5 separate regions of the Mus musculus genome follow, and all the other regions are linked to region 1. Evidence: chromatin contacts called from public HiChIP or PLAC-seq and promoter capture Hi-C data. All regions are on one chromosome and are shown on one strand. The core of a region is the stretch at or near the end of the contact, and the rest is flanking DNA. Distances in the headings are between cores, read along the strand shown.

Region 1 (4,866 bases), core at 1,106-3,605:
GACTAAGTCTCCAATGCCTGACTTTACCCATAGAAGGGAGTCTGAGCGAGAGAGATGCTACTGGCTAAAGCCCAGAGAGGTTGAGTAACTTTCCAGGAGACAAACAGCTAATCAGTGGCAGAACAAACAAACAAAAGTTTCATCCATTAAAGAAGTAACATCCACCACCCATTCCAACCTCTTATGTGACCTGAATGAGAGGGCCCATCCCACACCCTTTGCAGATCTTACTCCTCTCTAAGAAAGTGAGAAACCAGAGAGTTCTGGGGAAGAACTAAGCTTATCTTAAGTGGAACTGTCAGCTGCCCCCTCTGCCATGGTAATTCTCTAGTCAAATGTTCCTTAGTTTTCCCAATAGATGCTGTCAGGTGAGGGCAGTCTGCCCCCAGTAACTAAAGAGGAGCCCCCTGGCTTATCCAGAGCTCGGCTCTGTTGGCTCCACCCCGACCCCTGAGAGAATCCCCAGCAGTCTCCTGGCCCCCCAGGAGGTGACTGGTGTGAAGAGGAAGGGCAGCGGTGGGCAGGATCTCCTGGGAAAGTTCCTGAAGCTGTGTTTGAAAGAAACACAGCCTTGTAGCCCGGTCATAACGGACTCCGGGAACTAGGTAAAGCAGAGATCCTAGAAGCAAGCTGAAGTGACCATGGAAACAGGAGCTGAGAGGCGCTGACAAGCCCCACCCCCTACCCCTACCCACCCCCCACCCCCACCTCCCCACCCCCGCCTCCTGGGTCGCCCTTTACATTCCAGGGCCCCCAGGAGCGCACCTCTGTGATGCTGTGTGCCTCGGTGACACCAACAGGGGGCCGAGACCCCAAGCATGCCAAGTGCACAGAGCGGAAAGGTCGTGCTCTGTTCCCTTCCCCTGCCAGGGGAAGATTCCCACATCCCCCCCCCCCCCCCGTACTCCCCACCAAGCCCAAGGGACCAGAAGACAAATACTCGCTGCACAAGTCAACTACAAGACCTGAGGTCAGACGCGGTTACTCCTGGGGAACAGGGGCGTGTCTAGGCCAGAGATCCCTAGATTTCGCCCACTTTACAAACTAAAAAGTTGCAACAATGATAACTCTAATCTGCCTGCTTTGTGGGATTCCTTTTATCCTAACTCCGACCCTGGGACCACCCACCCACCCACTTCTGCCACTCTAACCCCGCGGCGGTTAGTGAGTACCTGCTTCCTCAGCGCCTCGAAGGCTGCGCTGATGGTGTGCACCCGCGTCCGCTCCCTGGCGTTGGCCAGAAGCCTCCGGGTCTGCTGCAGGGCTTTGATCTCCGTTGAGGCGGCGGTCGCTTCGCCTGGCCGTTTCCTAGGCGACGCGGAAGAATCCGGGTGGTTATTGTAAATTACGTGTGAAATTGACGAGTAGGAACTTTCCCCCGGGCGCGTGGGGGGCGCAGGGCGCACGGGGGACTCTTGTGGCGCCGCTGGGGGTGCGAGAGGCGCGGATTGTGTGGGACGCGCGGGAGGGGCGCACAGCAAGATGCGGGGACGCAGAGCCTGCTCGCGGAAGGAGTGCGCCTCGGGATCCCCGGGTGCCAAGCTCTGAGATGCGGGAGGCGGCGGTGGCGTGGGTAGTCCCGGTCCCACTGTGCCCAGAGCGAAACCGCGTTTGCGCGCGTCAGAGACCTCAGGCGCTCTGATGCCCCGGAATTCCCTGGCTGTGTCTGTGCCTCCACCTGGAGGAACCGCCGGCGCCACTGAGGCTGGTACTGGGGTCGCGATCGGGAACGGTTGTGTCCTGTCCCGAAGCCCGTTGGTGGCGGCGGTGGTGCTGACTGTGGCGCCGAGCTCGGGAGCTTCCAAGTCCAATCGGAAAGTTTTATAGCCATTCGCGCGCCGCACCGGCTCCTTGCCTTTCCGCTTGAGCTTCTTGAGGCCGTTCAGTTCTTTAACGCACACAGTCTTCCACGGCCCGTCCTCGAGGACCGGGATGTGCTTCATGGCGAGGACGGCGTGAGGCTGGGGCGTGGGACTGCCCGGGACGCGCGCCCGCAGCGATCACTCTGCACGCCGCGCGCCTGGCTGTGCCGGGTGGCCGCCGCGCTGAGCGCCGCCTTGTCGCCGCGCTCTCTCCTCCTACCCTCCCTCCCCGGGTCCCTCCCTCGCACCCCCACTCCCGGGGCAGCTGCGCCTCCGGCTCCGTGAAGCCTTGGAGGCTGCCGGTTCCCCGGGAGAGCTCAGAGTGTCATCTGAAGTCGCTGCCGCCCTGCCAGCATTTCTGCAGAACGCCCGCTGCGCTCCATCTGTGTTTGTTTAGCCTCAGTTTACACAGAAGCCCAGTTCGCAAGATCACTCAGCGCCGCCCGCCCGGAGAGGAGGCAGCTCCCGCCGCCGCCGCTGCCGCCTCCCGAGCCCAGGCCGCCCGAGCAGCGAGCGCCTTTAAAGAAACAGGAAGCATTTTTCAAAACAGCTGGGCTGAGGGCCGCCTCCTTTGTCCGCGTGCTCTCGGCCTCCCCCCACCCCTCATGCCTTGTGCCGGAACCTGCCTCCTCCTGCTCGCCCTCTCTGCCCCCTACCCAAGTTGGGGGCGCGCCTTCTCTCTCCAAAAACAGTCCGCACTGTCCACTACAGTCCCGAGCACGTGGCTGCTAATCGCTGTGGCCCTTCATTGCCCAGCCTTGTTGGCCTGGGGTGGGGGTGGGGGTGACGCAGCGCCGACCTTTCCCATCCAGAACCTTCCCTTCTACCTCCCACCCGAACTGTCCAACAGAGGGAGAAATCCCAGAGCTTCTGGGAGGGAAAGATAAGTGGGAGAGAAGAACCCCAGAGTGGCTGGTCATTGTCATCCAACTGCAAGAAGGCCTTCTCCCTTCTTGCCCCTATTTGCTGGGGCAGAGGCCTTAGGAACAGAACACCGGACATTGGGAAACTGAGAGATGCAAATGTCTGGTTTAGCAGATGTAACGTCGGTGAAGATCTTAAGTCATCTTACCCGAAGCGCCCTGCTAAACCCAGATTTACTCATCTATGAAATGAGGAATCTGGAGAACACCCATGCTTGTCACAGCCTGGCTGTGAAAGCCGCCACACAGGAGGTGCCAGGTCATCAGTAGCTGCGCTAATGTTATCAGCCAGGGCAGGACAGCTCCTCAAGCAGACAGAATTCTTAGGTCCAGAGCTCAAGGTTGCCATTTACTGAGCGACCTTGGCATTCGTCGTGCTGTCCCTCGGCACCTCTGGCTCCTTATGCCCAGGATAGGGGTCACAACCACACCTTCCTCCTGGGAATGATAACAATTGATTGAGCACAGAGCCTGATGCCAATTGGCCCCAGAGGTAGAGTTCACTCTCCAGACCCCCAGGCCCCTATTCCACTGGAAATCCTACTAGAAAGAAGAGGCTGACGGGGAGGCCCTCTCGGGACCCTCTGCACACACCTTCCCCTGTGCTGCCACGTAGAGTTGCTCTCTTCACCGAGCCTTCCTCCAATGGTCTCCTTTGAGGCAAGTGTCATTAAAAGGATGAAAGGAGATCGTATATGGCATTTGAATGGTGACCCTTGACACACTGGTGTAGTGAAACTATAACTCGGGGCTTAGCTAGAGTTGGGCAGAGTCACAAGCTGTGTTGCCCGTGGCAGTTAGTGTGTTAGATGCCTCCACGTGAGTGGATGCCATTCCTAACAACGGGCTCCACGAAAGCTGAACCCCAGCCCTTTTCTAATGTCTTCCAAAAGAAGGGAAAGACCACTGTAATTTGTCGGAATGGAAGGAAAGAGAGCAGTGATAGGGATGACATCTGTGTTGGGTAGACACACCCACCACCCCCACGTCTCCCTTTGGGCAACTTGAGGATCTGAACTTGGCAGTCACAGGATGGAAGGGTGTTCTGAGGAACAGAAGAGAAATGTAAGTAGCCTAATTGATGGGAAGAATGCCTGTGACTGCCATTCTCAGCTTACCAGGCCACAGATTTCAGGCCGAGGCCAGCTGAATGCAAACCAGGTCTCTCCTGGTACTCCCCGTTCTCCGATTCCCGTTAGCTTCCTTGAGAAGCTGGACAGAAACCAGCTGGGCAGCGCCCCCTGGTGGTATAAAGCTTAGGAGACTCAACCCCACTGACCTCTGTCAAGGAACTGATCTGGTTTGGGGATGCATGAGTGGCCCTATAAAGACAGCATTAAGAATTTCACAAAGCCATGGAGGTGCTGGGATAAACAGGCTCTCAGTTCTCATAGCAGCTCCATCTTTGCTTTGTATGAAATGGCACAGATACACTCCAAGAAAATCCACTCATTTAGTAAAACCTCCCCAACTGAGACAACTTTTTCAGGTTACGCTGGAAGAGCATAGCAGTGCCGCTGGAAGGTTCCATACCCTTTGAATGGCTGTACCATGGCTCAGGAGTGAAGCTGGGAAAGGAAGGGAAGGCCAATGCTTAGAACTTAGTCTACAGGAAAGACATGCTGGGCAGCCAGGGGCGGAGAATTACCACTACATAGGGAGTGACCACATACATTTTTTATCTTTCATCTTTATGACAATTCAGGGAGGCAAATCCACTCTGCCCACAAGAGAACCAAAACTTCTGGTGGAAGAAAATAGCCAGCAGAAGGGAGTGAGAGAAAAGCTGTTTGAATCCATACCGAGTCGGAAGCCTGAGTCTGAACTATCCTGCTCCCTCTAACTCTTGAGAGCCCAGCAGCTCGTTAGCACACAAAGATGAGGGACTGGACCGTCAGTGAGACTGGGTTGGTTCATTGGTTTGTCTGTTTGTTTTGACTGCTGGCTGTCTCTGCTCTTCTAACCTGAGACGCTAAAGCCACAGGTCTCCCTCAGCCCAGCCTGGTGTCTGCCGGGTTCCTTCCAGATCAGAATCAAATGACAGGACTCCTTGGGCAGCCAGGAGTCTCAGGCCGAAAGGG
Region 2 (4,866 bases), core at 1,143-3,642, 400 kb before region 1:
GGTTTCTCAAATATTCTCAAGTTCACAGACTGTAGACTGGATGCCCAGGGATCTGTCTTAATTTCCAAGCAAAAGAGTTACAAACAAGTGCCATCACAACTATCTTTCTTTCTTTCTTTCTTTCTTTTTTTTTAAGATTTAACCTTTTCGGGGGGGGGGCTAGGGAGCGGGGTGGGGAGGGTATAAGGGACTTTTGGGACATTTGAATTGTAAATGAAGAAAATATCTAATAAAATTTGTTTAAATAAAAAAAGATTTATTTTTTTGAATGGGTGTTTTGCCTGCACATGTATCTGCACCATGTGCATGCATAGACTACAGAGGTCAAAACAGGGCACTGGATCACCTGGAACTGGAGTTACAGATGTTTGCAAGCCATGGTGTGGGGGGTGGTCGTGGTGTGTTGTACACAGGACACTCAACCTTGGTCTCTGAGGGAGTGGCCAATGCCCTCTCCAGATCCATAAAGATCTTTTAAAAGATCTTTCTTTCTCAAACTATATACAACACATTAGTGAAGGTACCGCAGAATCTCCTGGGGCTGCAGTTAAAGGTTATGAGCTGCCTGAGGTGGGTGCTGGGAACCGAACTCAGATGCCCTGCACACCTGCACCCAGATCCAGCTTTGCTGTTTTTGTTTTCCAAGACAGGGTTTCTCTGTGTAGCCTTCACTGTCCTGGAACTCACTTTGTAGACCAGGCTGGCCTCGAACTCAGAAATCCGCCTTCCTCTGCCTCCCAAGTGCTGGGATTAAAGGCATGCGCCACCAATGCCCGGCTTAAGATTTATTTTTATAAATCATGTCTGTGTCTGTATCTGGAGGGCTCTCTGATAATTTATAGGAAGTTGTAAGCTGCCTGATATTGGGGCTGTGAACTGAATCTGGGTCCTCTACAAGAATAATATATGCTCTTAGACATTGAACCATTTCTCCAGCCCTGAAGAATGAGATCTTAAAGCCAAGGAGACTGTCTGTAGTACAAGGTCCGAAGTGTAGTACAAAAGCAGCCCCGGGTCAACAGTGTGCGAGACGTTATCACGCTGGCAAGAACCAGAGCAGCGGTGAACAGGGATGGAGCCAGACTGCTAGATTTACTAAGAAAATGGGAGGACTGGAGGCTGTCGAATGATGACATGACAAAGATCGACAAGTACATTACTGAAGTGCTCTGAAAAGCTTGGCATGTATAGAACGTAGATAATATAGAACATAAACACATTTTTGATATTTTTCAAATCTTTCCTGTTTTTTGTTTGAAATTTATGTAGTCCAATCCTGCAACAGCCTCCCAAGTGCTGTCATTTACAGTGTGACCACAACACTGGACTTCATTTATTTTATAAATGAAAATAAAAGTGCAGCTTTTTTTTATCTGTATCGTATCATAACAAATCACCTACTTATGGCTTGTAAGTATTTTGCAAACAGATTTGTTGTTTTGTGGTTTTCAAGACAGGGTCTCAATATATTCAGCTGGCTGTCCTGGAACTCTGTAGATCAAGCTGGCCTTGAACTCAAAAGATATCTGCCTACCTCTACCTCTCTAGCGCTGGGATTAAAAGCATGCACGACTAGGTCCAGCCTCCAACAGATTTTGAAAATTATTTTTCTATGTTATTATGGTAAGAGAACCACATAATCATAGTGGAATTTACATAGAATATTAACGACAGTCAATTTTTAACACATTGTTAAACTCAGAACGCTTGGAAGAGTCTTCCAAACCGTCCCCAAAACTGCGACCGAAATCATCTTTATAAAATAAAAGTGGCAAAAAAAAAAAAAAAAAAAAAAAAAAAGCGGTGTGACTTAAGTAAAAACCTGAACTTAGAATTTGGGTTCCTATCCGTTCTCTACTATTTAAAGACACCGGAAACACATTCTGCCCCAGGATGCCTTCAGCACATTCGCTTATTCTTCAGCAACCCTTTGGAAAAGAAAAAAAAAAAAAAAAAAAAAAAAAAAAAACCAAAAAAAAAAAAAAAACCCTGTAGGCATACGTGTGCCTCAGCTCCATAAAGAAGTCAGCGGACAACTAATTGGAATCGATTCTATTGCCACCAGAGAGGTCGCAAATTTCAGGTCGTCAGGACTGGGAGCAGGCGTCCCTACCGGATCCACCTCCCCATCCCTTTAATTCTAAGAGTCTAATTCTAATTTAATTCACCAACGCTTTAATTCTAAGAGTCACAGTCGAACTTTACACAGCACTCTCCGGCCAGTTCACCTAGTAACCCGGTCATCTGCAGACAAACTAGCGCCCAAGCGCGACCCGGAAGGAGAACCTGCCCTTCCGCCTCCTAGTCGCCAATCACCGCTTTACTCCCCTTTTCGCAGCCGGGGTGAGTCCCACCCTCAGGGAGCCGCCTCGGCTGTAGCAGGGGAGGAGGCGGCGCGTGCGCAGTGGTGCCGGTGGCCCTTCCGGTGCGCCGGACGCAGCTAGGCTGTACAGACGCGGGCACGCACACCAGCACGCACGCCCTCCTCTCGTGCGGCCGCGGTCGTTCCCGCGTCCACCAGCAGCGCTGTCGCTTCGGCAGAAATGCTGCGGGCCTGTCAGTTATCCGGCGTGACCGTCGCGGCCCAGGTGAGCGTGGGGTCTCTCCGAAGGGGCGCGTGGTCACGCTGACTGCGGACTGCCAACGGACAACGTGAGAGGCATCCATGATGCGCACCCCCCCCAGGCAGAGCCACCCCTAGTGCGGGGAACCGAGGCAGTCCTCTAGGGCGGCCGCTGGACTGGAATGACTCGAGGGTTATTGCTGAAGAAGCGGGCTGGGGTGTGGAGCGCGGGGAGGCGGGTGTGCCGCTGAGGCGTGGCTTCAGGGACCTGGTATCCAATCAGTACCTCCTTATCTCAGTCTCGGACCAATCCTGGCTGCTGGCGTCTGGGCCGCCGGTTGGGCACGTGATAGGTTTCCAATCGTGAAGGTCGGCGCGGGAGAACTACAGTTCCCAGCAGGGATTGCTTCTCAGGGCTTGTTGCATCTTTAATAAGCAGGTTCCTGGACTGGTGGAGAGCCTAGGGGTCAAAGTTGCTGTTAATCTGGGAGTGGGTTCCTTTTGTTTCCGTAGCCGAGAGCGCCTTTGAGCTAGTCTTATAGTAAAAGGTGAAAGATTTTTCATTTCTCGAGCTTAAACTTCTGGTGCTGAAGGAGGACAGAAGTCATGACCTTGTGCTTATTTCTGAGATTAGCTTGGGGATCAGTGTCTCTAAGCACTGGAACCATGTCTGACATTCAGGTATCTTAGGCGCCCTGTTTTGTCTCTCTTTAATTTTTCATAACTGTCAGTATAACTTTCTACAGTTGAAAATAAAAACCCCATTTCCATTACTCAGAAGTTTTAGAAAACTAACACTTGAAAGGTTATGAGGAACATGCTGCAACTTGAGCAGTAATTGGATAAAGTTTCGAGACAGGGTCATCCTGAGATGATTGAAGTTAAGCAGTTTTGTTCTTTATTTTTGCTTTACTGTTTGTCCTTCAGCCTCTTGCATAGGGAAGTGAGCCCCGTATTAGTTTTCTGTTGGTATTTATCCAACAGCACACATTAAGCAGCCTGTAACTACACCCTCATTGATTATCTTCCAGTTTTTGTAGTAGTCTGGACATTAGTGTTGTGGAGTCTCAGCTTAGAGTCATGCAAGGCTTTGTTGAGAAGTATTAGCTGTGCTTTGATTCTCATTTGTAGATAGTACTTTTTACTTCCTCCAAATTCATAATTAGCTAAATCCAGCCCCTTCAGGTGTTGCACTAAAGTCCATGTTCTCTCCTGTGTCTTGCAGGTGGCTGCTCTCAGCTTTTAGAACCTTCTAACAATTTCTTGCCACAAGGCACTTACAGGCCATTCCTAACACCAAACACGAAACACAACACATTTAGTATTACCATGTGCTTCTTTCTGTCTTTACTTCAACATCTCTTCTCTCATTGATTTATTTACTAGACTAGCCCTACCTGAGTAACTTCCCTAATTCAGATTTCTTTTTGGGGAGCTCAGTTAGAGACTAAAACATGAATGGTATTCTAGCTCTCAACAAACATTTTAAAGTTCCCTGAAGTCACTGTCAACAAATTCATAGGTTTATTGTCATTACCTCTTCATTCATTCTGTAGCATTTGATATTGCTGCTTATTTGTGTGTGTGTCTATCTGTCTGTCTGAGAGAGAGAGAGTGAGAGAGAGTGTGTGTGTGTGTGAATGAATGAATATGTGTACATGTACACACCTATGGAGGCCAGAAGAGGATACTGTATCCCCCAGTGCTAAGGTTAATCAGTGGTTGTAGACTCCCTGACACTGATACTGAACTCAGGTCCTCTGGAAGAACATTAAATATAAGTGAGCTTTTCCATTTATGGCCCTGTTCCTGTGTAATGACTTGGGAGGCTTATTATTCATGAATAAATGCCTAGGTCTTAAGCAGGGCTTGTCCCCTGACTAGTTAGTATCTTATATGTCTCATTTATACTATTCTATGTCTGCGGCCTGGCTGGTTACCTCTCCTCGGTTTCATACCCAGTCCAGGTTGTGAATCTTCTGTGATTATTTTCCTGAGTGTTCTCATTCTCTCTCTTTCTTTCTTTCTTTCTTTCTTTCTTTCTTTCTCTCTCTCTCTCTTTCTCCCACCTCCCTTCCTCCCCTTCTGTCTCTCCCTCTCTCCCCTTCTTCCTCCTCTCAATTTTGCATTTATGTTTTTACATTCAATTTTGTTTTGTTTTTTCCAGAGCTGAGGACTGAACCCAGGGCCTTGTGCTTGCTAGGCAAGTGCTCTACCACTGAGCTAAATCCCCAACCCCTCAAATTTGTTTTTTATCAACTTACCAAATGATTCCAGTTTTTGGCAAATTTCATCTGCTTTCA
Region 3 (4,866 bases), core at 1,119-3,618, 330 kb before region 1:
TTTTAAAATATAGTTTTCAAGTTACTTTTTTTCCTTTAGCCTCTCTCCCCCAGCTACACAGAAAAATAAAAGCACTCGTAGCTTATAAACTGAATTTTTAAAGGCCTTGACTTGCTAACCGTTTCTTATTTCCTAACATTTTCCACAGGCCTGTCTGAACTATCACCATAATCAACAATCATATTACATCCTGCCTTCCTGCACTCTTTACCTAATACATCTCACAAGAACTACCAATAGGAAAAAGGGAAATTTTAAATAAGTGGCTGGCTGGCCTGGGACTCGTGACAATCCTCCAACTTCTGCCCTGAGTGCTAGGACTACAGGAGTATGTCACTACAAAACAACACTCAATATATACCTAAATTCTGTCTATCTATACGGGTAAAATTGCATACATATAGGACTATAAGATACAACACAGGCAGGTGACAACTAGATTGTAGCACATTGTAAATACTCTTCCTGTTGCATTTCTTGTCGTTTTTCTGGATATAGAGGTGTGCAAAGGGGCGTACGCTGGAATGCTGTATTCACAGGTAACCCAGTCCCTACTCTTAGCTCCAGTGCTCTCTCATCCCTATTCTTGTTTCTAAAGACAGGGCATTACTGTATGAACTCAGTAGGTACACTAGTCCTACTATGCAGAGATCCCTGTGCCTCTGCCTCCTGAGACTAAAGGAGTATGGTACCATGGTCAGCCACTGTTCCTATTCTTATGCAGGGAAACAAATGAATCTAATCATATTTATACAATGATATCAAATAGCCACTCCAAATGAAACAAAAGTACACCTAATAGTTCACTTATAAATTAAATGTATAGTTTACACATAAAATTATATAACAAGACTTAAAAAATAACAGCTAACATGGTATTTGTCTATGTGCTAGGCACTATTTAAATCCTTATGTTTTATTTACAGTAAATACCCAATCACCTGGTAAGTGAATAGCAAAATACTCACCATGTTTTCTTTTTTGGAATGACTATTTCTTCAATCCCTTATGTAGAAAAAAAAATAAAAATAAACAATTTTCTAACAACACAAAGAAATACAATGTCTTTTCATTTTTAAAAACTTCTATTTCCATAGTTTTAAAAATACCTGTTATATCTGATCCTTCAACCTTTGGGAGGGATTCAGTTCCAGCATAAAATCTGCATTAAAAACAAAACAACAAAAATCCCACTGTTAGCACTGCTCCCTGATGGCCTCAGCTCAGCTCCTACCGCTAGCTCTGCTGACTCAGCTCCACCCGCATGCACACATTCTGAGCCACATTTATAGAGGCATTTAGATGTAGTGTAAACTTGTAACCCAGTTTTATTTATTTTTTTGTATTGGTCCAAAGACATCGTATGAGCTAATTATCCACTCTACAACTGACTTAAAACCACCTCCTATTTCCACCAGGCCACTGCATGAAGGATGTACAAAGAAATTACATAAGTATTTGCAACACCACCAGATGGAAAGAATGGGGTCAGACGTTTTAAGGCTTTCTGCTTTTACTAAAGTCTTAGCTTATTCTTAGCTGAAGGTTCTCATAACGTTCAGTCCATACTGGTAATATTAGCCTGCCCTTTATTTGTGAAAGATCTGTTACTTTGCCCTTTCTTTTTTGCAGGGTTAAAATGAATAAGGGGGGGGGGTGATAAAGAAATTTGTGTAGGGGCTTGTAGCGGCACTCACGGAAATGTAAACTTCACGAGAACAGGGCCCTAGTTTAAAGGGTAATTTTGGCTATACATAGTATTGCAACCAACCAATAAAAATTTTCCGAAAGAATTCCCGAACTCGCAGATCTAAAGATCACTAAATACGACGCTACCTCGTGTTACCCTTGAGAGGGCCGGGCCTCGACCATACAAATGCCTTTGCATCTTACCTACTTTCACGACTCTCAGGGAAATGCAAGACCAAAATGACTCTGGGTCTTCTTACCTGCAACAGACCTTCGGTTCACACACACCCGTCCCCCGAGTGGTCTGCAGCAAGACAAGCCCGCTGCGAAAGGACAGGCGGCGAGCTGCAACCGCCGCCGCCGCCATCTTTGGACTCTTCGCGGAGCACGTCGGGAACGACCTCCGCCTCCAGGGTCGAGGGGCGGGGCTGGCGTGGAACGTCTCATCTCCAAACGGGTGGTCACAAGGTCCTGTTTGGCTAGACTAGCAGCGGAACGCTCAGTACACATCGTTCACCTCGAATAAACTTACTTGAAATGCTGTTCTAAAGTCTCCTGTGTAATTTTGCTTTTAAACTGAAGGAGGGTTTTGAGACAGTTTTCTTCCACTCCTTACCCACCCCGAAAGCAAAAATGAACTCGTCCAAGCCAATTTGCCAAGCCGCGGTTCTCGCACGCAAGCGCAGTGGAAAAACACATGGTGGCTCTGCGCTACAAGACTCAAGTGGCGTTCTCTGCGGCTGACTGGAACTTCTCTCGTAGTGACGGACCTCAAAACTGACTCGGAAGATGCTGGCCTCCAAGCACACACCATGGAGGCGGCTTCAGGGCATTTCCTTCGGAATGTATTCGGCCGAAGAGCTCAAGTAAGGAGTTAGTGGGATGCGTGTAGAACAGGGTTGTGGAAGTTGGAGCTGGGAACTACGATTCCCAGAAGGCTTTGAGCCGAGCCAGTCCGGGGGCGGCGGGGTCGGGGTGGGGGGTGGGGGGCTGGCTGCCTAGTGCTTGCTTGCTGGTAATGGGAAGGAATGCGCTTGCTGCATTTTCATCTGTTCATCTTCCTCATTAATCAACTAGTTTTATGTCATTTATAATCACATTACATCACACGCTTATCAACTTCCTAATTAGTCTCCTCTGGTCCAAGCGATGATGAACTTTTAAATCTTGGATCAAGACCCTGGCTATGAAGTCCTGGGGACTCTTCTCTAATGCTTTTTGATCACGATAGCATACACGCTTCTTAGACTCCCATTAATAACTCAACATGCATTAAAAACTCCCAGCATTGCCGGGCAGTGGTGGCGCACGCCTTTAATCCCAGCACTTGGGAGGCAGAGGCAGGCGAATTTCTGAGTTCGAGGCCAGCCTGGTCTACAGAGTGAGTTCCAGGACAGCCAGGACTACACAGAGAAACCCTGTCTTGAAAAAACAAACAAAACAAAACAAACCCTCCCAGCATTCAGGAGACAGAGGCAGGAGGATCTCTGTGGGTTCGAGGCCAATCTGGTCTTACAGAGTCAGTTCCAGAGCTTCGTGGACACAGAAAACCCGTCTCGAAAAATAAAAAAACAAACAAACAAAAAGGTAGACCACACTGGTAACATCAGCACTACCCCCTCTAGGACACATCTTGCCATTGCAATCTCCATATGTAATCAGTCAGTCTTCATTTCCCTGCCCCTGCCGCATGGTAACCACCTGTCTACTTTCTATTTCAGTTATTCTGACTGTTCAGGCCCCTATTCAAGTAAAAGGAGTCAGTCAGCCCCGACTTCTTGTAACTGGCCAATGCATTTAGCATACTGTCCTCAAAATTATAGATAAATAGATCAGAACTTCCTTCCTTTTTAGGGTTAAGTAAATAGAACATGATATAGATAGATAGATAGATAGATAGATAGATAAATAGATCAGAACTTCCTTCCTTTTTAGGGTTAAGTAAATAGAACATGATATAGATAGATAGATAGATAGATAGATAGATAGATGTGTGTGTGTGTGCGCGCGCGCGTACATGCCGATTCATCAGCTCATCTGCTGATGGACATTTGGGCTATTTCCAATTTTTGGCAATTGTGAATGAGGCTTCTATTAAAGTGTGTACACACCCAGACTCAGAATTCCTGGTTTAGACATTAATGCCATTTTTAACCTTTTGAGGAAGTTAATTCAGTTTTTCATAATTTCAGCACCATCGTATGTTCCCATCAATCATACATAAAGACTCCCTCTTCTCCAAGTCCTTTCTAGCTGTGTGTTTGGTTTGTGTGTTTGTTTTGATCATACACTGATGGGTTATGGTATCTCACTGTGGTTTTGACTTGCAATGATTTGAAGAATGCACACATCTTTTCATATGTTTTTGAGCTTTTGTGAATATTCAGTGGCACTATGAATATTTAAGTCCTTCACCGCCTGTGGTTTTTAGGAACAGCAAGGGGCCAAGGTGACTGGAATAAAGTGAGGTAGAGACCAGGAACCCCCACCCCCAACCCCCATGTCATTTTAAGGGCATAGCCTTTACTCCGAAGGAGATGGAAGGCTACCAGTTCTAACTTGACTAAAAGGAGCATTAATTGTTTAGTGCCAGATCCCAAACTTTCAGCACTGTCTCATCAAGGGAAACTTTTGTAGGACGGCAGTTCTCAACCTGTGAGTTCCGAGCTCTTTGTGGGTCAAATATCAAACACTTGCATTGCAATTCATAAAAGAAGCAGAACTATAGTTATAAAGTAGTGATGACATAATTTTAAGTTGGGGGTCACCACAACATAAGCAACTGTATTATGCAGGTTGCAGCATTAGGAAGACAGAGAACTACTGTTGTGGGTTATAGAAAGTATCCTTTTTCCAAGAGCAGACTCCTAGGAAGGTTGTGAGGGTGATATTTGCTTGGCTACATTTTCACTTCAGAATAGATCTGACAGCTGTTGGAGGGTGGACAGGAAGAGGAAGGAAGGACAAAACATGATGGGAGAACTGACCTAGGGCAGTGGCAGGAGAAAGAAAAGGTAAAATGTGATATGTAGGTGACATAGCAGATGCCTGATAGAAACCAGGTGTTAGAGTGGAAAGGCAGTTCCTTTTAGTTTGTGAAAGAGAGGGTATGTGTTGTGGGGGTTTGGGGCTTTTTTTGGTTGGTTTGTTGTTTTTTCGAGTCAAGGTTTCTCTGTG
Region 4 (4,866 bases), core at 1,695-4,194, 280 kb before region 1:
CCTCCTCCCCCTTGCCCCCTCCTCCTCCTCCCCTCTGTCCTGCTTCCCTCTTACAATGCCTCTCTTTCCTCTCTGTGTGAGAGTTAGGCATCTGTTCTGCCAATCTTTCATCGCTTTGCTTCTCAATTAGACATCACTTTCAAAAATGAGTTCTTCCTTCTACAAACTAACTTTACCTTCATTGTTAGGATTAAAGGTGTGTGCTGAGGTTGTGTCTGTATTCCAGCCAGAGGGATGAAAGGTGTGTGCTAAGGACTGAGTCACACCACAACTAGAATGTTAGTGAATAACACAATCTTGGGGTTCACTGTGTGATCAGATATCCTTCAACAATGATGCTTTCATGTATGTTAGTGTATTTGGGGGGGACTTGTCTATCAGAGGACCTGTTTGCCTTACTGTGCCTTGAGAGCATGAGAGACTGCATCCTGAGGTGACAATCCTTCCCCTTCCAGCATATTGTCCTTCTTTTTCCCAGGTTGTGTCGACCCTCCTCATAAACATAATTCCAGAGGACTACGCCCCCCTGAACTTATCTGGAAAGGCAAAAATTGGCAGCAAAGCCTGGGTGAAGGAAAAGCCACGGCCTATCCCTGACTTTGACCCGGACTCCATGTGTGAGTCCCAGGTATGGCTGCCCTTTCTAAAGTGAATCTCTGTTCCTGGAGGTAGGCAGATGAACTTGAAAAAACAAGTTCAAAAACTGATGCTGTGCCTCAGAAGACAAGTTGTCTTTCCGATGTGGTCGGGGCTGCCCTCTGCCCTCTGGCTCTCATATGAAACGCCTGCTGATTTGGGAAGGCTTCCTAAAGCTGGTGCTGATACCTCAGTGTTTACAGCACAGAACTTGCTCTGTCCTTCAAGACCCCTGAGAGATGTGACTTAGCCAAATGCTGTGAGGTTCTCATTCCCACCTCCAGACATTCAGAACCAGGCTTAGAGGAGGCCAATGTGGTCACCCTCCATTACTTCACCCCTGTGAGAGCACACTCCCACCAAAGACTACCAAGGCCTCTGCGTGCTCGTGGTAAGCGAGCATCTCAGGTCTGCTGCTGGCTGTATTTTTAACAGGGCCTGCTCTCCTCTACCTCCCTCTTCCCTCTTTCTATTCATGGGGTGTTGGTTATTGAACCCAGGATCCCCTGAACGCTTAGCATGAACTCTACCAGTGAACCCCACCCCCACCCTGTGTCAGATGCCCTATGCAGACCTGGAGCAGCCACTGTTTTTCCCTGTATAGATCATCCACTTACTGTGTGCAGTTAAAAACTTAGCCAGTGTGTATTTGTCTCCCCCATCTAAAGTGTGTATTAGTTTCATATATTCCCTTCTACTTTCCCTGAAGGATTTGAGGCAGGTCACAGTAAAGGGACATAAACAATAAAACTAAATAGTACTTGGCTTATATGGGTAGCTCCTATAAGAGATGACCCCTGCAGCCCGGCTTTGGTGACCCTTCCCTACACAGGTGATCATCAGGGAAGGAGAGCTGCTCTGCGGAGTGCTGGACAAGGCACACTATGGGAGCTCTGCCTACGGCCTGGTCCACTGCTGCTATGAGATCTATGGGGGTGAGACCAGCGGCAGGGTTCTCACCTGCCTAGCCCGCCTCTTCACTGCCTACCTCCAGCTCTATAGAGGTTTCACCTTGGGTAAGTACCCTGCTTGTGGCCCTGGCTCTGTTCACCTTACAGGATGGCACCTAGGCAGTTTTCTTGGTCGATGTTTAGGCTCTTGCCATCAGTGCTATCCACTGACTTTGCACAGCCAGTGCTCCTTTCCCTCCAGCAGTGCAAAGCAACCCTCCCATCCCCGTTCTGTCCCTTCAACCCACTCGTTATGATAGCATAAACTCCTGCACCCAACTCACAAGTGAAAGCCAGACCTAACCAACAGCCGTGCTTGAAGCTCTTCTAGCCCAGGGCACAGACAGGAATGGTTCAGTGCACTGGTGACCTATGTGCCAAGGGTTGACAGAGCAAGCAAGGCCATGCTAGGAGGGAGGAGAGTTTGGGGGAGGGCTGCCTAATTGGCAGAGATCATCATTACAGGGATGGCCTGGATGCGACCTCATGCAGGGTCTGCTTTTATGCTTTTGGCTTCCACGGAAAGGAATCATCTCCTCCTCTTCCTGCTTGCATAGAGTCTTCAGAAGCCTCAGATTTCCAGCTACTGTAATGGGACTTCCAGATGTTTGCTCTTGCTCTTAAACAGTCAGTTGTTGCCTTCCCACTCAGATCTCTTAAGTCTGGCATTCTTGTGTAGAAACAAAACATTGTTGGGTTGAAAAGAAATTACTGTACTTGACGTGGATGCGTGCTTGCATGCATGCATACAGCTGTAGATCGGGTTCCTGGGATACTCACTGTCAGCCTCTCTTCTACTGCTGAACAGCCAAAATCTCTAGCCATTTCATCCCACATATATTTATTGGATGTAGCCAGCAGAGCTTCTGGCTAAAAAGCAGAAGTTTGAAACTTAAGCCTCGGCTTTCTTCTGTGTATCTCAGTTTTGAGCCCTAATTGTATCACTTACGAAAGAGAAGTTGTAGTGTTTAGGCCTCCATGAGCATTCATTAGTGTTAATATAGCTGTTCCAGAGTTTCTCTTACCTGTAGCTCTCAACTTTGGGTCAAAGCATCACCAAGTTTACTAGCCAGTGCAACATTAGGCCTGGGCCCTGTTGATCTTCTCTGTTTGACTTTGCAGGTGTAGAAGACATTTTGGTTAAGCCAAATGCAGATGTGGTGAGACAGCGTATCATTGAAGAATCTACCCAGTGTGGACCCCAGGTAAAGAGGAGGACTGGGAGGCTGTGGTCTGCTGTCCACCTTACAGAATAAAACCACGCCCTCCTTTGGCTAGAGCTTCCTGTTCCTTTCTTCGTTCTAGGCTGTCAAGGCTGCATTGAGCCTGCCAGAAACTGCATCATGTGATGAAATCCAAGGGAAATGGCAGGATGCCCATCTGAGCAAAGACCAGAGGGATTTTAACATGATTGATATGAAGTTCAAGGAGGAAGTGAACCATTACAGCAATGAGATTAACAAGGTTAGCCTGGCCATACAGTGCACAAATCCCCATCTTTTTGAATGCTGATTTCTGTTGGTTTGCTTTTAATTACATTTGATTCTCACCCTGAGCCTTTTAGATCAGCCCAACTAGGTGAAGTTTGAAGTTGGGTAGGTAGAATCCGTCTTTGTGAAGAGCTCACACAGAGTCTGGGAAGGCCTTGGTTTCATGCAAAAGAGGAACGCTTTGAGCAGCATTTCTAAATGTGTTTCCTTTGAAGTTGCTGCATTAAAGGGGCTGAAGAAAGAAGCCTGCCTGTAGAACCACTCCACTGTAGGTAGATGTACAGAATGAAAGGCAGAAGTCTCTGATGCTTGTGCAGCAGCACCAAGGGAATGCCTGGCCTCCTGTTGTACTTGGTCCTTGCTGTGTGACCTTAAGGAAGTCGTGTGCCTGGGCACTGAGTTGTTCTCACCGAGAAGCAGGCGTGTGAGGATGCTGAGCCCCTCCTCTGGCAGTCCTGGAGGAGATGGGACTCTGCATGGGTCAAGGTCACATGTGCTCTCCCTGTGCTCCAGAGCCTGGACTCCCCGTCTTGTGGTTTGGAGGAGCCACCAGCCAGGAGTCTGTCCTGAGCAAAGCAAGAACGAGGCTACTACTCAGCATCAGTCTGTCTGTGGATCCTCTCCCTGATGTTCAGTTGGTGGCCTAGAGAACAGCTCTCCTCAGTAGAAAGTTGTATTCAAGCCGGGCGTGGTGGTGCACGCCTTTAATCCCAGCACTCAGGAGGCAGAGGCAGGCGGATTTCTGAGTTCGAGGCCAGCCTGGTCTGCAGAGTGAGTTCCAGGACAGCCAGGGCTATACAGAGAAACCCTGTCTCGAAACCCCCCCCCCAAAAAGAAAGTTTTATTCAGAGGAGCCTTAGCACTGCCTGGGAAAGCAGGAGCCTTGCCCTCCAGAGCTGACAGCACATCTTAGAATAGATTCTTGTCCCGTGGCTCACTTCCTGCCCAGGCTCTGCCGCTCCTGTGCAGAGTTGGGTGTCTAGATCTCCAGACAAAGGCTGAAACAGATTCAGAACCCATGTCATTGTCCCCCAGGATCTCCCTGTGGGCTTCCTCACTTCTGCTGGCTTTTTGCTGAGGCAAGGCTCCCAACCCAGTGCTTGGTGTTGTGCTGGTGAGTGTGGACATTGGTAAAATGCTGGCTCTTTGGGGAAGCAAATGGTGCTTTCCTGTGCTGATTCATTAGTACCGTACCTTAGATTTTATTCTTTGTTTACATTTTTTTATTATCTTATTTTATATTCATTGATGTTTTGCCGACATGTTCTGTGTGAAAGTGTCAGATCCCCTGGAACTGGAGTTACAAGCAGCTGTGAACTGCCGTATAGGTGCTGGGAACTGAACCTGAGTCCTCTGGAATAACAGCCAGTGCTCTTAACCACTGAACTATCTTTCCAGCCCAGATTTTATTCTTATCAGTGTCTTATCTAGTCACTGTTCTATTGCTGTGAAGAGACACCATGACATGTAAGGCAGCTCTTATAAAGGAAAGCATATAATTGTGGGCTTGCTTACATTTTCAGTGGTTAGTCCGTTGTCATGACAGGGAGCATGGTGGCACGCAGGAGTCATGGTACTGGAGATGTAGCTGAGAGTTCTACATCCTGATCCATAGGCAGAGGCTTTTGAAACCTCCAGTGACACATTTCCTCTAACAAGGATCCTCTGATCCTTTAAGATAGTGTCACTCCATGGTGATGAGTCTCTGGGCTATTCTTATTCAAACCATATCTAGAGCCTCCCAGTTGCATTTGCCAGCTCCCCACCCCCAACCCTCCCCTGCTTCCCAG
Region 5 (4,866 bases), core at 653-3,152, 270 kb before region 1:
TCATGCAGGCAGAGCTTACTAGGGTGTCTGCAGTTTGGGGCTGTGGCCCCCTCAGACTTTTGATACCGTGTGATCCACTTGCTATGCACAATCATCTGGGGGGCTGAGCAAGTCAGATTCTCTGTGTTCATTCATCTGGTTCTAGGTATTGCAGAAAGTTGACATCCAGGAGTCCTTCTGTATGGGAGAAAAACGGAATAAGTTCCAGGTGTATGAGCTCCGGTTTCAGTTCCTGCCACATGCATATTACCAGCAGGAGAAGTGCCTGAGACCCGAGGACATCTTGCACTTCATGGAAACCAGGTCAGGACTCAGCTGTGTTTGTCTTTGACTTTGAGCCATGGAGCACTCCTGGCAGGAGCCACAAAGGATGTGTTTCAGAGGACAGTAGGCCCCACCACCTAATATGGATCCCTCACCCCAATCTGGCCTGTAAGTGGGACCCTTCTTAGCCATTTATCGTTGCCTCGGCCTGTCCTGGACGGACGAGTTCTCTCCTGGTTATGGGATTAGGGTTTGAAAGGACCTGTACAGGAAGCAAGGGAGCCTCGTCACAGTGGTGCCTCTGTGGCTCCATCCAACACGCAGCAGAAAGTGGGACTCTGTGGTTTCAGCCTATAATGTGGTTCCTCGTTCACATCTTGTCAGCTGATAGGGAGCCCGTGGCATGTCGTCTCCACACCACTGTATAAACGGATTCTCACTGTAGGAATTCTGGCTTCTCTCTGCTAGCACTGTGTAAACGGATTCTCACTGTAGGAATTCTGGCTTCTCTGCTAACACTGTGTAAACGGATTCTCACTGTAGGAATTCTGGTCTCTCTGCTAGCACTGTGTAAGCGGATTCTCACTGTAGGAATTCTGGTCTCTCTGCTAGCACTGTGTAAGCGGATTCTCACTGTAGGAATTCTGGTCTCTCTGCTAACACTGTGTAAGCGGATTCTCACTGTAGGAATTCTGGTTTCTCTGCTAGCACTGTGTAAACGGATTCTCACTGTAGGAATTCTGGTCTCTCTGCTAGCACTGTGTAAGCGGATTCTCACTGTAGGAATTCTGGTCTCTCTGCTAACACTGTGTAAGCGGATTCTCACTGTAGGAATTCTGGTTTCTCTGCTAGCACTGTGTAAGCGGATTCTCACTGTAGGAATTCTGGTTTCTCTCTGCTAGGGAGAGTGAACTTCCTTTTTCTCTCAAGTTGGGGTTACTGGGTTTGGTTAAGCATAGGCCAGAATGATGAGGGTGCAAGATCCGAAGTGTGGCAAGATTGGCCAAAGCACTTGATTTGCCCAGTGATGGTGAGGCAGAGTGGGAGGACACTGGCAGAGTGTGGAACCGTTTTGGCGGGTTGGCTCTCACATGCAAGAATGTGGACCAGGACGCCTGAATCTAATAATTTCAGAAAAGAAAGGCTTGCCTCCTGCTGCTGTCTTGAGACATGCTTTTGCTTTGGGTGAGCAGAAGGGGAGAGAAGGTCAGTGTCCAAGCAGCAGCAGCTGGTAAATATACATTTAATACATTTAAGCAAAAGGAGATTCCATCATTGACAGGATTTGGCTGTTTGCCCCTGACCACTGCCTTTTATGTAGACAGGACCCCAGGTCTCCCCAGAGCTGCTAACTTGTAGAGACCAGGACAATAAGATGGCTCAGTGGGTGAAGGCAATGCCACCAAGCCTAACACCCGATCTCTAGGACCTCATAGTGGAAGGAGGGCACTGCCCCTCGGAAGTTGTCTGTCCTCTGAGCTCTGTGTGCACATTGGCAGGCTCACACACAGATCCAGAGAAAGAAGTCCTGCTCCAGCCATTGCTTTTGTGCCGTGCTTACATCACAGCCTCCGTGTATCTGTGCCCATTGCTTGTGTTGTTCCTTCCTATGCTCTGGGACACTGGGCAGAGTGACAGCACAGAACAGGCTCCAGCCCGCCAGCTTGTTAACTAACAGAGACGATCAGGGCCCCCACATACAGTGGGTGTTTGTGCTGGCCGCAAAGTTCTCTTCTGAGAAGTGGGACTCAGAGCCCACAGGGCCTGATTGAGAGGAGGCGGAGTTGACAGCTTGCCCCATTTCTCTTCACCCTGGAAGCTTTAGCTGCTAAGCAGGAAGGGCATGAGGGACATGCCAGCTGAGCGTGGAGTTCTGTCTACCTTATGGAAGAAAAAAAAGATATTTCTATTATTTTAATGATGGGTGTATGTGTGCTGTATGCAGGTGGCCATAGAGGCCAGAGATGTCAGGTCTCCCTGGTGCTGGAGTTGTAGGCAGTTGTGAACCACCCAACATAGGTTGTGGGAACTCAGGTCTTTAAAGAGCAGTAAGGCCTCTTGACCACTGAGCCATCTCTCCAACCTCTGAACCACTTTTGTTGTTGTTGTTGCTTCTTACAAGTGACAACCCTGGCTTGTTCCCAGCAGTGTAGTACCTTTTCAGCTCCTGGGTGTATTTTGCTTGTCCACTTGAAAAGCTGTGATAAACAGAGCATGTGCAGTCACTTTGGTCAGTGGTAGACTTAATGAGTCCACAGCAGGCCTCCAAGGTCTCAGGCAAAGACAAAAGTAGGAGCAGCCTGTAACACAGCTGCAGTTTAGAATCTCTTGTCAGCCTAGGCAGTGAGAGACTCAAGGCATTAAGGCCCTGGAGCTCACTGGAAATGGAAGAGGGCGTGGGAGCCACCCTCCCTGCAGCTGTTCCTCCTTTCTTCCCTTCCCTGTCTCTGCCATCCCTTTCTTTTCTTCTCCCCTCCTCATCTGCGAGATCATGAGGGTTTTTTCCTTTTGTTTTCTTTCTTTTCTTTTCTTTCTTTCTTTTCTTTCTTTCTTTTTTTTTTTTTTTCATTTTAAACAAATAATGGAAGGAAAAGGAAACAAGCATGTGTTCCTTAGAGACACACAAGCACAGATGTTCTCAGATGTCTGCTGGCATCCATCACTGTGGATATCTGTGTGGCTAACCTGGAAGAGTAGGCCAGCGTTGTGGTACAGTGGGAAGAACACTGGGCTGAGTCAAGGACTGTAGCTTCTGACCTCCGGCCCAGCCAGGGGCCCACTGACCCCTTCTACAGCCAGAGCAACTGAGCAGAATCGACTCTCACAGCAGCTGGTGCTGTGGACGGGACAGGCACCTTTGGGAACACTGACAGGTCCTGTTCCCAGGTCACAGTTGTTTATGTGGGATGAGCAGCTCCTCTCCGCATGCCTGTCCGGTTCCTTTCATTTGCCCACTGCCAGGTAGCACGACCGTCACAGAACATTTGCTGAGGGCCATCACTCTCCTTGCTGTCTGCCATTCTCCAGCATCCTGCTGTTCCACCTTCACCCTTGTTCTCCTTAGTTCTGGTCTCCAGAAGATGCAGGCCGGGTAGAGGAGCCCTAGAGGGAGGGTGTTTTTGAGGTGTTCTGTGGCCCCTCAGCCTAGCCTTGGGGGAATGGAGAAAGGCTGGGGATATTGCTGAGAGTGCAGATGCCCAGAGGACCCCTGAGAGTAGGAACAGAGGGACTGTTGGGAATGCTGGGCGAGGAACCTCAGAGCTGGAGTGTCCGTATTGAGGCAGGGCAGAGGTACTGATGACAGAGCGCTAACCCTAGCCTCTGGAGGGGAGCGCCCTGTTCTGCCTTATTCCAGCTCCTCTGTGGTGCCCTTGGGAAGTGATCCTTATAACATATGCAATCAAGGTTCTCACCCTTCTCCAGTGTCTACTCTTTCCACCTGAACTGTGTCTTTCCAAAGTCCTGCCCTGCCTCGACTCTTCTGACTTTTCTGCCCCTGTTCCTCAGCACCTGGTGAGCAAGCTTGTCTCTGTATTAGTGGGTCTCAGATAAACTGTGCACTCTTTGAAAAATTGAAAAAACAATGGCTGGAGAGTTGGCGCAGAGCTTAAGAGCCCCCTTGCAGCCATCCAGGTTTGATTCCCAGCACATACGTGGTGGCTTACAACCATCTGTAGCTTCAAGTACAGGGAAATTGGCACCCTCTTCTGGACTCCATGGGTATCAGGCACACATGCGGTACTCATACATGCATGCAGGCAGACACTCAACACATAAGATAGGTACATCTTTCAAAAACACAGGGGAAGGATGACATTCTTTAGGGATTAATGACAAAAACAGTAAAATATTTGACCTGCTGCTTTTGTAATGAAGACTCCATGCTTCTTCGAGGGCTGGGAGCCTGTCTTTTTATCATTCTCTTGCCTACAGGACTAGAGTGGGTTAGGTATAGGGTAGAACTCAGAATATAGGGTGGATGAATTCAGGGCTGGGATGAGACCTTAGACTTGTATAATTAACACAGTCCACTTTGGGATGCTCCAAGTGCCTAACAAAGGAGTGAGAGGTTATTTTTTTAAAAATGTGGGAATGGGGTACACTAAAATCCAAGGGACCCTTAAATGTGTATGTGAGGGGGAGGTGACTCAGGGAGAAGAAGAAAGGGACCCATGAGTTCTTCAGATAGATTTGGGTCTAACCTATTGGTGTGGCCATTGCTTCAAAGTTCACTGTGTTACCCTTTGAGTCCCAGCGTACTTTAACATCTTCTCTTGCCCTTTAACATCATCTTGGAGTGGGCTGTCACAGGCTGTGTTCCCATCTCTTAGAATTGGTTCTCCTGTTCTGATTGGATGACAAGCACAGTGGCACCAATATCCATCTTTTACCAAATACAAGCTCTACCAAGCCTTAAAGAAAGTATATGGTGGCTAAAACGTACTTGCACCTTGCATACTAAAACCCACATTCTCCAGACAAGTTAAAAAGTGCAAGAAGCTGTCTGTCACAGGCGGAAGCACATTAGTTTAGGAGTGACAGTGTATCTAAATGAGGCAGGCTGGAGTATGGGGCTGGTGTTCTTTCTGATTCACCAAGGTG

The links. Promoter capture Hi-C pulls out the DNA fragments that hold promoters and counts their contacts. HiChIP or PLAC-seq counts read pairs in DNA pulled down with a chosen protein or histone mark.
Region 2: a promoter capture Hi-C map of pre-B cells shows a contact between it and region 1. The contact joins the promoter of Immt here to the promoter of Atoh8 in region 1. A contact is called at or near these places in 14 of 39 promoter capture datasets (the 3T3-L1 cell line, 3T3-L1-derived adipocytes, the C10 cell line and 9 more), 2 of 484 Hi-C or Micro-C datasets (bone marrow-derived macrophages and muscle stem cells), 1 of 115 datasets of contacts at active chromatin or transcription factors (pancreatic cancer cells) and 1 of 9 other capture datasets (adipose tissue).
Region 3: a contact with region 1 is called in an H3K27ac HiChIP or PLAC-seq map of trophoblast stem cells, with 5 times the contacts expected there. The contact joins the promoter of Polr1a here to the promoter of Atoh8 in region 1. A contact is called at or near these places in 22 of 39 promoter capture datasets (the 3T3-L1 cell line, 3T3-L1-derived adipocytes, the C10 cell line and 14 more), 1 of 15 datasets of contacts at CTCF or cohesin (the NIH/3T3 cell line), 5 of 484 Hi-C or Micro-C datasets (Sertoli cells, bone marrow-derived macrophages, liver and 1 more), 23 of 115 datasets of contacts at active chromatin or transcription factors (the NIH/3T3 cell line, acute myeloid leukemia, astrocytes and 17 more) and 4 of 9 other capture datasets (adipose tissue, liver, macrophages and 1 more).
Region 4: a promoter capture Hi-C map of liver shows a contact between it and region 1, with 4 times the contacts expected there. The contact joins the enhancer-like site here to the promoter of Atoh8 in region 1. A contact is called at or near these places in 16 of 39 promoter capture datasets (the C10 cell line, the HPC-7 cell line, cranial neural crest and 9 more), 1 of 15 datasets of contacts at CTCF or cohesin (large pre-B cells), 4 of 484 Hi-C or Micro-C datasets (bone marrow-derived macrophages, cerebral cortex and uterus), 11 of 115 datasets of contacts at active chromatin or transcription factors (astrocytes, craniofacial prominence, embryonic stem cells and 4 more) and 4 of 9 other capture datasets (adipose tissue, embryonic stem cells, liver and 1 more).
Region 5: a contact with region 1 is called in a promoter capture Hi-C map of hippocampal neurons, with 2.3 times the contacts expected there. The contact joins the enhancer-like site here to the promoter of Atoh8 in region 1. A contact is called at or near these places in 9 of 39 promoter capture datasets (3T3-L1-derived adipocytes, embryonic stem cells, hematopoietic stem and progenitor cells and 3 more), 1 of 15 datasets of contacts at CTCF or cohesin (large pre-B cells), 6 of 115 datasets of contacts at active chromatin or transcription factors (astrocytes, embryonic stem cells, hepatocytes and 2 more) and 4 of 9 other capture datasets (adipose tissue, embryonic stem cells, liver and 1 more).

What each region holds. Positions count from the first base shown.
Region 1 is chr6:72,233,222-72,238,087 of GRCm38.p6, forward strand. Atoh8 (atonal bHLH transcription factor 8) reads right to left here and starts at 2,356. Exons shown (of 3, transcript NM_153778.3): 1 at 1,173-2,356. The coding sequence starts at 1,943.
Region 2 is chr6:71,828,928-71,833,793 of GRCm38.p6, forward strand. It overlaps Immt (inner membrane protein, mitochondrial), which reads left to right and starts at 2,393. Exons shown (of 15, transcript NM_001253681.1): 1 at 2,393-2,588. The coding sequence starts at 2,544.
Region 3 is chr6:71,906,685-71,911,550 of GRCm38.p6, forward strand. It overlaps Polr1a (polymerase (RNA) I polypeptide A), which reads left to right and starts at 2,369. Exons shown (of 34, transcript NM_009088.3): 1 at 2,369-2,555. The coding sequence starts at 2,479. It overlaps Ptcd3 (pentatricopeptide repeat domain 3), which reads right to left and starts at 2,078. Exons shown (of 24, transcript NM_027275.3): 1 at 1,950-2,078; 2 at 1,110-1,162; 3 at 969-1,005. The coding sequence starts at 2,056.
Region 4 is chr6:71,947,872-71,952,737 of GRCm38.p6, forward strand. It overlaps Polr1a (polymerase (RNA) I polypeptide A), which reads left to right. Exons shown (of 34, transcript NM_009088.3): 15 at 479-628; 16 at 1,469-1,652; 17 at 2,709-2,791; 18 at 2,892-3,050. Among named protein-coding and RNA genes, the nearest start is that of Gm26628, 13 kb to the right of the region's middle. Within about 2 kb of position 2,945, at least 43 of the 459 cell types and tissues checked have an H3K27ac peak or open chromatin away from gene starts, as enhancers often do. A contact at or near this core is called in adipose tissue, bone marrow-derived macrophages, hematopoietic stem and progenitor cells and 2 more, where this site is marked.
Region 5 is chr6:71,967,714-71,972,579 of GRCm38.p6, forward strand. Polr1a (polymerase (RNA) I polypeptide A) reads left to right here. Exons shown (of 34, transcript NM_009088.3): 27 at 146-303. Among named protein-coding and RNA genes, the nearest start is that of Gm26628, 6.4 kb to the left of the region's middle. Within about 2 kb of position 1,903, at least 29 of the 459 cell types and tissues checked have an H3K27ac peak or open chromatin away from gene starts, as enhancers often do. A contact at or near this core is called in hippocampal neurons, where this site is marked.